2 separate regions of the Sus scrofa genome follow, and region 2 is linked to region 1. A link is a contact called in public promoter capture Hi-C data. All regions are on one chromosome and are shown on one strand. The core of a region is the stretch at or near the end of the contact, and the rest is flanking DNA. Distances in the headings are between cores, read along the strand shown. Region 1 holds the start of ATP6V1H (ATPase H+ transporting V1 subunit H). Region 2 has its middle 36 kb from the start of MRPL15.

The links. Promoter capture Hi-C pulls out the DNA fragments that hold promoters and counts their contacts.
Region 2: a contact with region 1 is called in a promoter capture Hi-C map of liver, with 3 times the contacts expected there. The contact joins the enhancer-like site here to the promoter of ATP6V1H in region 1.

What each region holds. Positions count from the first base shown.
Region 1 is chr4:77,210,185-77,216,572 of Sscrofa11.1, reverse strand. It overlaps ATP6V1H (ATPase H+ transporting V1 subunit H), which reads right to left and starts at 5,008. Exons shown (of 14, transcript NM_214240.1): 1 at 4,834-5,008; 2 at 3,320-3,467. The coding sequence starts at 3,432.
Region 2 is chr4:77,036,836-77,043,603 of Sscrofa11.1, reverse strand. No RefSeq gene overlaps it. Among named protein-coding and RNA genes, the nearest start is that of MRPL15, 36 kb to the left of the region's middle. Within about 2 kb of position 3,228, at least 11 of the 83 cell types and tissues checked have an H3K27ac peak or open chromatin away from gene starts, as enhancers often do. A contact at or near this core is called in liver, where this site is marked.

The sequences.
Region 1 (6,388 bases), core at 3,759-6,258:
GTGAGCCGGCTTCGCGGCAAGAGCAAGAGGCCAGAGCAGCTGGGGGCTGCGAGCAGTGTGGCGTGATCTGATCTGTGTTTTGCAATGATTCTCAGAGCCTGCAAAGAACTGCTCCTTCGGAGAGACAGTGACAACAGGGCTGTGAGGCCAGAGGCCGGAACCGAGGGCACGTGAGACCCTGGCAGCCTGCCCAGTGCAGTGGCGTCCGCCCCAGGACACACACCGTGGGTGGCTGAGAGGACCCGTGGATGGGCTGGAGGTGGACTACAAGGGACAGAAAGAGTCCAGGCTCTGAGTGTGTGGCCTGCAAAGCTGGTGCCACGCCCAGCCTGCCGCAGCCTGGAGGGGCCACCACTGGCCGGGGCTCCCAAAGCCCTGCACGTTCTCCCAGCTCTTAGCTCTGCCTGTAGGCTCCTTCCTGGAGGTTACTCCGGACAGCCCCGCTCCTCTGCCCCAACTCCTGCTGGCATCTTCCGGAAGGCGTCCCAGTGCTCCCGGGTAATTATTTGTTACCTGGGAAAACTTAAAGTCTGTCTCCATTTTAACGCGTACTACAATTTATTGTTTAATTTTTTACTTAAAGGTCTGTTCCTTCGTTAAACTTTATTTATTTATTTATTTTGTCTTTTTGCCGTTTCTTGGGCCGCTCCTGCGGCATATGGAGGTTCCCAGGCTAGGGGTTGAATCGGAGCTGCACCACCAGCCTACACCAGAGCCACAGCAAAGCGGGATCCAAGCCGCGTCTGTGACCTACACCACAGCTCACGGCAACGCCGGATCCTTAACCCACTGAGCAAGGGTAGGGACCAAACCCGCAACCCCATGGTTCCTAGTCGGATTCGTTAACCACTGTGCTGCAACGGGAACTCCTCCTTCGTTAAACTTTAAACTCAAAAGTCAGGGCACTCTTTCATGACCCTAGTATCTGCAGGCAGCTTTACTGGATTCCAGTTTGACCAGAACAGTGACGCCCATTCATTTATGGTGGGTCTAGCTGAATTACTGAACAAGGGTTTAAGCAAATGTAAACAGGCCTAAAAGGCCAGCAGTACCATGTTACAGAGAGGGGACTGGCCTCGGACACCTGGACACTCGCCCGCAGCTCCTACCCTCTCAGAACACGATGTGCCATCAGATCCACTGAGGACTCACGGTCCCGTCCAGCCCCCAACAACCTGTGAGCTCTTTGTGGGGAGGGGCTCATCTCACACCCACCCACATCCCCACAACCACCTGCTCAGCAACAGGTGCACCACTAACAGGTGGTGAACATCTGTATGTAGACACACACAGAGTAGACGGGTTTTATAAAAGAAACCCATGAGCTGGACAACAGCACAAAGGGCAGAAATAGACAAAAAAGGGAAACCATGACTTAAGTAGTGTGGGGGCCTGGGAACAGGAGGAAGAGAAGAGAAAGCAATGAAAAATCTCCATGTAACTACAAGTGTTCCAAACGCCAGTGCTGGGGAATGCCTGCCGATCAGCTGGCACATTGTGACCAATTTCAAAATTATCCCATTTAGGTTATAAACAGTGAGGCTTATAGCCATGAAACTCCTTGTCTTCCAATCTAAATTCACTGTGGACTAAAATTAGGAAACAGAGCTCAAAATCCTAATTTTGCAGGGGATTTAAGCAATTACACAGATAGAGACAACCAGAAAAGACATCAAAAAGTCCCTCTTCCTCCTGCCCTTGCATCTGGGGGCTCACCACAATCCAGACCCTTAATCTGGGAACTGAAAGTCACCACACATCAAATCAATCACTAAGACTTTCTCAAACTTCTCCAGTTCTACCTATTCCGGCCACCTGAATGTGGCTGTAATTGTCCCAGCTCTAGGCTTATTATCCACATGTCTGCCCTCTACACTGAGGGAAGAACAATGAGGCAAATCTGATCGAACTCCCACACAGAAACATCAGTCATTTCCAATTCCTACAACAGTCATTTTAAAACTGCTCCTCGGGCCCAGAAATGGACCTACATACATGGTCCACTGGGCTTCAAATGATGTGTTTATATACCTGACTTCCCTACTAGATTGAGTTATCTTTCTGTAGCCTCGAAGGCTGGGGAAACGCCTCAGACTTGGCAAGTGGTCATTAAATGTCTGATGAGTAACACAGTTAACCGCAATAAATGGCATCATTTTTGTACACTGCAGATCCCTCCTAGGTCAAAGCAAACTGCAAACTAAAGATACCTCAATTTGTTTTTCAAAATATGTATGCAAATCCTACCTGAATTTCCAAATAACTGTTATAAACATACATGTTATAAACATACATGTTATATACACGTCATGTTATAAACAGACCTGAAGTCAAGTCAACACAGCCAAGTGTGGTCAAGAGTAAATGAACACTCGCTTTACAGATAAACACAGAACACCTACAGGCTAAATCTTCATACACACAAGGAGGGAGAAAGAACTAAAATTTATTGAGAGGGTATTCAACATACTACTGCTTTTTTTTTTCTTTTTACAGCCGCACCTGCAGTATAATGGAACTTCCCGGGCTTGGGTTCAAATCAGAGCTGCAGGGTTGGCCTACACCACAGCCATGCCAATACTGGATCTGAGCCACATCTGCAACCTACACCACAGCCTGTGGTAACACCAGATCCTTAACCCACCGAGCGAGGCCAGGGATTGAACCGTATCCTCACGGATACTAGTCCGGTTCTTAAGCCACTGAGCCACAATGGGAACTCCCAACATACTAGCGCTTTTAATCAACTGTGCTAATGCTTTAAATACACAATTTCAGCAAGGACCCTGTGGGATATGTATAACCATTTTACATTTACTTTAATGAACCTCAGAGAAGTTAAGGGATTTGCTAAGATCAGCAGACTAGGAGAACCAGAATTCAAACCCAGGTCTTGAAACTCAAACAGCCACACTCTTTCCTGGTTGTCTGAGCCCTTCTGCAACACCAACTGTGCCCACACTGATGGCCAAGGCACCCTAACCGGGTCAGGCAGCCTCTAGCACCACCCCCTCCCCCCTCCATAGTGCATGAACACTCTTCCTGCGTTTCCCACTCCTCCAACTTTCCAGAAAGTACAACCTTCCAGACAGAGAAGGTCAAAAGTACTGTGAGCAGCGTCACCTCCCCACCAGAGCCCCAAGCTGCTTCCACCGCACTACGCAGTTTTCCTTAGAACAGCTAATTATTCTCAGGAGGAAGTGTTTTCTTCCACAATTATTAGTATTTTTCCAGTATTTCTCTCATGGAAGCATGACCATGAAACAGTCTGATGCAAAGGCACATGATCACCCATGATTCACAGCAAACGGGTACTCACTGAAGGTAGGACTGCCAGTTCACTTTGTTTGCCCGAACCTCCGCAGCCTTGGCGGCAATGATGTTGGTTGGAACGGCAGCATCCACGGCACCCCGGATATCCATTTTGGTCATCTAAATGTTATGGTCTTGAATGCTTTTCTACAGATCTTCAATTATGATGCAAGGTAAACCAGAATACCAAGTGTTATTGTTTTAACAACAACTATTACTATTATCATTATCAACCTGTCCAGGCATTCAACTCAAATATTAAATACCCTAAATATTAAATACTAATAGCATCAGATCTCAAATCTTGCCCACTTATGTATGCCCTGCTCCATAAAGTGTTCTCTATAAGTTTTCACTTTTCCAGGAAAGGGTTTTTAATTATTGGCACTAATACTGCAGCAAGATTTTTAAAGTAACTAATTAAGGTGTCGACACCACAAATCATGCTTAAATAGAAGAGGCATACAAAATAGGAAAAATATTTTAGATATATACAATTGAGATCAACTTTCCTCTTCTGACAGAGAAAAAATAAGAACCTGTACAGCACAGCTAGGACCAATTATTTTATCTACATTTGCCAAGCAGTGTTTTAAAGTGACATATGAAAAACCTACACGTCCTTTCTAACATTATTCATTCAAATTAAAATATTCCAAGTGGAAATGTAATATCTTACAGGACGGAGCTTTCTTTTTTCAATCAAAATTCATGGTGTTTTCAAAATTAATTACTGAGAGAATGTTTTGGAACAAACAGAGATTATAATTTAGACTCAGCCAACAATGAGAGTCTGGTCGGATGATAATGAACCTATCGTGATAGACTTTAAGTAATTCTCACTCCTAAACTTAAAGACAAAAGCTTAAGCCTGGTTTCATCACGACAAAAAATACAGGATACGGTTTACAAACTACAATAAGGTCATAGTTATGACCACAAAGAAGCTAAAACCACATCTCTGATTCTATTCCAGGATACCAATGACCTTAGTCTGTTTGGAACGTAATCGCCACATCTGAGGATTTGTTGTCTAATCAAACAAGGGCAATGCGGACTGGCTGGGCCCAGGTAGCAACAGACTCCGACCGGGCCAAGCTGGAACCTGGAATCAAGCGGACAGCCCCAGCGGCCCCTCCTGCAGCAGCTGAAAGGACCTCGGGTCGTCACCTAGGTCCCTGAACAACTCGAGCCCCAACGGCCAGGGCCGTGGCGCAGTCCTGGAAAAGCACACTTTTTACGCGTCCACCCTCCCTCCCCTGCCCTTCCCTGCGGGGAAGGCACGGCAGTTTCGCAAACCCCTCTGCGGCCCGGAAGGAAAGAAATCTGGGGACCCGGGGCCGGAGTGGGGTCAGGAGGACCCTGGACGGCGAGAATCAAGCACGCGCCAGGGAAGCGGAGAAACCGCGGGGTCGCCTGGCTGGGGCCGGGGCCGGGGCCGGGGTCCGGGCAGGGGCCCGGGCAGGAACGACCCAAGTGCGGCCTCACCCCGCGAACCCGCCGGGCCCTCCTCCAACGCACCCAAGGCGGCGGGGAGATACGGCAGTCCGGACAGCGGGGCCCCGCCGCGCTGGAGCGCCGAGGCAGAGCTGAGTCGGGTCTCCTGCCCGGTTGGGAGGCCGGGGCGGCGGCGAGGACGCGGCGCCAGAGAGCGAGCCTGTTTCGGAACGGAGGAGATGTCGAGGGCGGCTCACGCAGGAGAAAGCCGGAGCGGCCGCTGTGGAATGACAGGAGCGCCGGTCACGTGAGCCAAGACACGTGACCGCCCGGAAGGCGGAAGCCGGGAGGGGCCAAAACAGTCCGCGGAGCGCCCTGCGCCTGCGCTCACGACGGTGGGTCCGCAATGAGCAGGGGGCACGGCGGCCGCTGCTGGAGACTCTCAGCCGCGCTCCCGGTCTCCAGCTCCTTCACCTCAATCACATGGGCAACCTTAGTCCGTTTGCACCCTGTCAGTTACGATATTCACAGGACATGGGCCTCTTGGAGGGACTAATATTCTGCACATCACATATAGAGAGATAAAGACACCCCACTAATTTAAGGTGAGTGGTGGAGTAGAAATACAAAGAGGTCCTAATAATATCTCATGTTCCTGTTCTAAAGTAAAAATTTTGCAAGAACTCCCCCTAATATTGCACATGTTAACCTTTTAAAATCTGAGTCATGGATGCATAGATGTTCCTTATATTCTGTCTCTCCAGGGTCTTAAATATGTGTCTGTAGCCATCAGCAGTCCATCAAGGGGTGTGAGTTCGGAGAAGCAGAAACAGGCTAAACAATGAGAAAAGCAGCGAAACCCATCCAGGAACCTGACATCATAGCCACGGAGTTTCACAGGGAGGCAAAAGAAATTTCACCCTGGTGGTGACAGAGACAGACACTCCTACCAATTTCTGGTCTGTCTCTCGTGTTTGAGAATTGTTAGTAACACGAGAGAAAGTGGGGATTGTTAGCAACTAAGGAGACTGTTAGTGGCTCTGATGGCTGGGTAGCCCTTGGAACCTAGAGTCAGTTCCTGCAAATGCACTTGCACTCCAGAGGATGAAATTAAGGAGTTCCCTTGTGGCACAGTGGGTTAGAGATCCTGCATTGTCACTGCTCCGGTCACTGCTGTGACTTGGGCTCAATCCCTGGCCTGGGAACTTCTATATGCCATGAAAAAGGCCAAAAAAATAAATGAAGGTGGAGTTCCTGTTGTGGCTCAGTAGGTTAAAGAACCCCACATAGTGTCTTTGAGGATGCAGATTCAATCCCTGGCCTCGATTCTGTGTTGCCGAAAGCTGTGGCATAGATCACAGATGAGGCTTGATCTGGCGTTGCTGCCGCTGTGGCGTAGGCAGGCATCTCAGATTCGTCTCCTATGCCAGGAACTTCCGTATGCTGCAGGTGTGGCTGTAAAAAGAGAAAGAAAAAGAAGAGACCCCAGGGACAGCACTCTCCCTGGACACGCACAGGCCACACAAGGACACAGCAGGAAGGCAGGTGTGCAAGCCAGGAAGAGGGCTCTCCTCAGGGCCCCACCATGCAGCACTCAGATTTCTAGACACCAGAACTGTGAGAAAATAAATTTCTTGTT
Region 2 (6,768 bases), core at 1,979-4,478, 170 kb after region 1:
AGGTTCTATCCCTGACCTCATTCAGTGGGTTAAGAATCCGGCATTGCTGTGAGCTGTGGCTACAGCTCCAATTCCACCCCTAGCCTGGGAACTTCCATATGCCACCGGTGTGGCCCCAAAAGGACAAAAAACAAACAAACAAACAAAAAAACCCCAAACCTAGATGCTGCAGAAATATTGTGTGGAAATAATTCTCCTGAGTTCCTGCAGATCACACAAGCACAAGTAGTGACTTCTATGCTTTACTCTGAGTAACAGTGAGAAGCTGCTGGAAGGTTTAGATGTGATCAGATTTATGACTTAAGGGATTGACTCTGGCACCAGCCCTGAGAAATGTCTGAGGAGGACAAAGGAGGCCAGGTGGGCCTTTAGGGGCTCAGCCTCGGGGCGGAGTGCGCTTGTCACTAGGTAGCTGGACTATGTATTGGAGATGGAACCGACAGAATTCGTCGGGGGTTGGATGGGAGTGTTGGAACACCCTATCCTACAGGGTGTTCCAAGCGCTCAGCGCTGTGGCGACTGTGCTGGGCCAGCTGCTCTAAATGCTCAGAAACCACAGCCGCTCTGGACTCGCGTGTCTCCTGTGCCTGGCGCCCTGCCCCCGCTGTTTGGTAAGCTGAGGTGTCGCCTTCCTGATGCCCTCAGTCAGGCTTAGGTGCCTCCCCTCTGCATGCATCTGCTTGTGGCCAATCCCCTCGGGCTTGTACTGCCCCCACTGGCTTCTGTCCCCTGCAGACTCTGCTGGTGACAGCGTCCCTCCCGTGTTCATTACTGGCCCCTCTGTACCCGGGACGGAGTCTGCGCCAAGGCCAGCATTCAGCCCAGGTCCGATGACTGTTAGTAACAGCTGAATAGTAATAATCTGTCATGGGGAAAAGGGTAGCTCCTTTATCTCAAGAATGGAGTCTGGGGTTCATGCACAGGGGTTCCACTTACATGGAAAAACCACGGACAGGGAGTTTCCTGGTGGCCTATTGGTTAAGGATCTGCCAATGTCACTGCCGTGGCTCGGGTTGCTGCCGTGGCGTGGGTTCAATCCCTGGCCAAGGAATTTCTGCATGCTGCAGACGCGGCAAAAAAAAGAGAGAGAGAAGCCAGGGGCAGACAGCTCTTAACCATGCTGCCTGTGGGCGGTAGCCAAAGCCCCATGGATGTTTGGGTATTAATTTTTATCTAAAAAGTATTTGAATAAAGTGTTGTGTATCTTCATTACTGTTTTTTGGTGCCTTACCCCCCTCACGGGGGCCCTGCAGGAGAGGGGGGTCGGTGATAGGGAGGTGACGTGGGGGTGAGTTTAGGGCTGATGATCTTATGTGTTACATGGTGACTTTTGAAGAGTCTTGAAAGCCCCAAGCTGGTGTCTGCATCCGCAGGTGCTGCCACAGCAAAGCCTGGTGGCCTGAACAGTGTCACAGGAGCCATGTCTGTTCTCGTGGTTCTCAGGCTGGAGGTTGTCACCAAGATGCCCGGAGTGCTGGACTCTTCCTGGCTTGAGAAAACTGTCTTGTCTCTATGTCCACATGGCTTCTTGGGTGTGGAAGGAGAGACATCTCAGTGGTCTCTGCCTCTGCTTAATAACTTCAGTCTGGAATTCCCATCGCAGCCAAGTGGAAACAAATCTGCCTAGCATCCATGAGGACGTGGGTTTGATACCCGGCCTCGCTAGTGGGTCAAGGATCCAGCATTACCGTGAGCTGTGGTGTAGGTCACAGAGGTGGCTGGGATCCCATGTTGCTGTGGCTGTGGCTGTGATGTAGGCTGGCAGCTCCAGCTCCCATCTGACCCCTAGCCTGGGAACCTCCATATGCCACGGGTGTGACCCTAAAAAAAAAAAAGAAGTACTTCAGTCCACACCATCATGACCTCATGGAACCTTAAATACGTCCTAAAAGACCATCTCCTGATACAGTCACAGGGGGTGAGCTCCCATGGAACCTCGGAGGACACAGTTTGGTCAGTGGGGATCCTGCTTCCATTCTGATCCTGCTGCCAGAGGGGCAGCTTGGTGCCAGAGATGGGCGGGCCAGGGCGTGGCTCCTCTGCCATTAGCTGTGTGATCTTGGGCCCGTCACCCTCTCTGAACCTCAGCTCTCCCATCTCTGAAATTAGTTACTGTTTCTTATCTCACAGGAAAATCGCGAGGCTTATCTGCTAATATACATACTGATGTAAAGATCTTGAACGTAATTCTAAGTATGTTAGGTCTCTTCCCTTTGGCAACCAACCGGAACTCGGGATGAGAAGCTGGTGTCTTTTAAGTTAAGAGGCGGGTCTGCCCGGAGGCTGGACGGCGGCCTGACACACGGACTGGCTACTCCTTTTCTGAGTTTCCGGGGCTTTCCGCCCTCATCCCGCAGACCCCGAGCAGGCGTCCCAGATCCCACCACTCTCCTAGGGCCCCAGAGGAAACGTTCACGGGCTGCAGCCACGGAGGGAAAAGTGCTGAGTCATGACTTGGTTTCCTTCGGATTCTGAGTGGTTCTTATCATGTTCTGCAGGAAGCGCCAGCACTCCCAGCTATTAATAATAATGATGAAATGTCGTTTCGGACCAAATCCGGGTGGCGGTGGAGGGTCACCTGTCGGGCTAACCTCCCCGTCTATCAGTCCAGGAAGGAAGGGACCTGTCCGAAGACAAGCTGCGCCGATAGCCAAGTGCTGGCCCAGAGGCCCAGGGCTTCCCACAGCCCAGTGACAGGAGGCTCCCGGAGGTCGCGGCCGGCTGGAAGTGTGGATGTTGTCATTGGCCAGTTTTCTCAACCGTTTCCAAGATCCCTTCGAGGGCAGAGAGCCAGATAAAGAAACAGTATCCATGGCCCTCCAGAGCCTGAGATGGTGACCCCTTCCTACTGCAGGACAAAACGTTGTTCAATCAGTAGGGAGCTCTGCTCTCACCCTCCCAAGGTGGCGAAGGTTTTCTAGCCCTGAATCCACCTGGCCCCCTTTTCCGTTGAAGCCTGGGATTTCACGGATGCAAACCCTTCCCTTCCTGCTCCCCCCCACATCCCCTCGACGGGCCTGACCAGGGTTGACAAGTGGGGAAGAGTCTGAGATAACGATTTCTGCTTGGAGCCTAGAACTTTCCAGAAACCGTGGTCACCAGAGTGAATCACCAGAGAGACTCTGATTCTGTTTTCTCTCTCAAAGAGGGAAGGATAGTTCTGGCCCAGCCCTCGGTGACTAGGTTGTGGGTGGAAAAATGAGCTTCTAAACCTGTTCATGCCGACAGTTGCCTGAGAAAACCTAGTCACTGGGGGCAGGGCCATAGCTGTCCTTCCCCACCACCCGTGGGGACAACCTCACTCAAGTGGTGGGCTAGATATTTGCTGTCATTGCCCAACAGATTCAGACCGACTGACCTAAGAGAAAGTTCCTTTCCACTCTTTTTGGGCCTTTGCCCTTATCAAATTCATACTCAAGAAGATTCTGCAACAGAATTTAATTTCCAGCCTTGAGACCGGGTTGATGATTAACTCGAGGAATCCAGGAAGGACCTCTGTTGCAATGGGTTACCACGCAGAGGAGCCAGGCTTACTAGAGCAGAGAACCTGCCACGCTTGGCACCCACACCTGCAACGCTCACTACGGTCCTGAGAGCCTTAGGTGGATCTTTAACTTTAAACTAAAAGCAGTTAAGGTGACAGAGGCAGTTCCTTGGTGACCAGCTCCATGCGGCTTTGCAGTTGCTGTGTGAGGCCGGCAGACTCAGAATGATTCCCTGGTCATGGAAAGTTCCCCGGACACCGATGGTTGGGCTGTTTCATCACTGATGTCAGATGAAACCCCGAGGAGGGGACCCTGCCCCCGTGGTGCAGGGCAGCACATGCTGTGTCACTCGCCACTGGGGTGGCTGCAGAGCAGATTCCCAACTTCCTAAAGAGAAGTGTTAGGAAGGAATCTCATTCTCGGCGTGTCTATCTGACAGTTTTACAAGTCCTCTCTCTTTCTCCCTCTGTGATCAGCAGTGTGGAGCGTCCACCTTTCCTGGGCAGAAAGGGGAGGAAGCCCCCCTCACTCGAGCTCCGATTCCCAGTGGTCTGCAAAAAATCCCGCACACCCCCCCAGGGCTCCTGGGCTCCCCCGCCACTCCCTCAGGCTTCGGGGTCTCCCTCACCACCCCCAGGCCTCCCAGACTCCCCCACCCCAACCCTCAGACTCCCCCACCCCAACCCTCAGCCTCCCCATGCAGAGGCAGCCCTGAACCCCATCACCCAGTGGAGACAGACCCTGGCTCCCATGCTGTCACCGCTTAGCTCAGTGACTCTGGCAAGTGACCTTTCCTCCTGGAAGCAAAACTTTTGGTTTTGTTTTCTTTAATTTGCACAAATGCAGGCAAGAGATCCCCTTGGCAGGACCGAGGTAAGATGTGAAGGAGGTGGCACATGGGGTGCCTCTGCACAGGTGGGGGCTGCGGGAGCAGCGGCTTCACCAACCCAAGGGCTTCCGGGGACATGGTGGTTTTCTTTCTGCTGTGAAGCAGTGGGAGCCCCACAGCTACCTTGCTGTCCGGGCTGGGTCTGTCTGAAGGTCTGTGGGAACAGCATCGGAGTCCCTGTGTTTCTACGACCACCCCCATCCTGCCCCCACACCCGCCTCGTTGATCATCCACCCGACACTGTCCGCCTCCCCCACTCCTCCCTCGATGACAGAACCCAGATTTTGCTTCAGTGCTTAGTGTCCAGGGCTCCCTCTCCAGCCTAGGACATTGCATCTTGACTTGTCCAAACACCAGGTTAATATTATTTGTCTTGCCGGTGACATAATTCTGAGAAGTGAGACACGGGGTGGTGGGGTCCCAGGATGACTTTCTGCCCGTGAAAATAAGGAAAGACAAATGGGGACACTGGGTCCTGAGCTTCCACTGCGTATGCATGTGTAATGGCCTGAGCTATTGGGCGGGAGGGGACCAGCTGGAGGGCGAGGCCAGAGGGACTGCACAGCAGAGGGGAGAGGAGAGACCCCTAGTCAGGGTGACACTCTGTTCCATGAGCCATTCCCAGTCACTCACTTTCTAGACTTTTTCATTTTGTTTGTTAAACCAGATTAAAAGTTCGAATTTTCTTTTCTTTTTTTTTTTTTTTTTAATTTTCCCACTGTACAGCAAGGGGGTCAGGTTATCCTTACATGTATACATTACAATTACAGTTTTTCCCCCACCCTTTCTTCTGTTGCAACATGAGTATCTAGACATAGTTCTCAATGCTATTCAGCAGGATCTCTTTGTAAATCTATTCTAAGTTGTGTCTGATAAGCCCAAGTTCCCGATCCCTCCCACTCCCTCCCCCTCCCATCAGGCAACCACAAGTCTCTTCTCCAAGTCCATGATTTTCTTTTCTGAGATGTTCATTTGTGCTGGATATTAGATTCCAGTTATAAGTGATATCATGTGGTATTTGTCTTTGTCTCTCTGACTCATTTCACTCAGTATGAGATTCTCTAGTTCCATCCATGTTGCTGCAAATGGCATTTTCATCCTTTTTTATGGCTGAGTAGTATTCCATTGTGTATATATACCACATCTTCCGAATCCAATCCTCTGTCGATGGACATTTGGGTTGTTTCCATGTCCTGGCTATTGTGAATAGTGCTGCAATGAACATGTGGGTGCACGTGTCTCTTTTAAGTAGAGTTTTGTCTGGATAGATGCCCAAGAGTGGGATTGTGGGGTCATATGGAAGTTCTATGTATAGATTTCAAAGGTATCTCCAAACTGTTCTCCATAGTGGCTGTACCAGTTTACATTCCCACCAACAGTGCAGGAGGGTTCCCTTTTCTCCACAGCTCCTCCAGCACTTGCTATTTGTGGATTTATTGATGATGGCCATTCTGACTGGTGTGAGGTGGTATCTCAAGGTAGTTTTGATTTGCATTTCTCTTATAATCAGTGATGTTGAGCATTTTTTCATGTGTTTGTTGGCCATCTGTATATCTTCTTTGGAGAAATGTCTATTCAGGTCTTTTGCCCATTTTTCCATTGATTGATTGGTTTTTTTGCTGTTGAGTTGTATAAGTTGCTTATATATTCTAGAGATTAAGCCCTTGTCAGTTGCATCATTTGAAACTATTTTCTCCCATTCTGTAAGTTGTCTTTTTGTTTTCTTTTTGGTTTCCTTTGCTGTGCAAAAGCTTTTCAGTTTGATGAGGTCCCATGGGTTTATTTTTGCTCTAATTTCGATTGCTTTGGGAGACTGAGCTGAGAAAATATTCATGATGTTGATGTCAGAGAGTGTTTTGCCTATGTTTTCTTCTAGGAGTTTGATGGTGTCCTGTCGTATATTTAAGTCTTTCAGCCATTTGGAGTTTATTTTTGTGCATGGTGTGAGGGTAAAAGTTGGAATTTTCTATTATTTGCTGTGGACAATGTCCTAAATGACCCGTCATACAAATAACCAACACAGTTGCATTTTTACTTACTTTCCCATGTCTCATGTTCCCCACTCGCACTCGTGCTTCTGGGGTGGGGGCTGTGTCCTTCATCCTTGTACCACTTAGAGCACCCCTCTCAGGGCCCTCCACACTGTAAGCCCCGACCACCTAGTTGTTAAGTGAACGTGGATATGCATACAGCCCCGGAAGCTCTGGAGTTCCCTGAGCAGCCCCTTCACGGTGAGTCAGGGATACACAGGGGTGGTAGGGCGAGAAGGCTGGGGATCATTACGGGGACAAATTCTACCCTGTCCTAATCTGTGTGACGTGTCACCCTTCTAGGAACCCTGACTTGAGCATTCCATGCTACCTTTGACTCTTTTCACATCAAAGTTTACTCCTC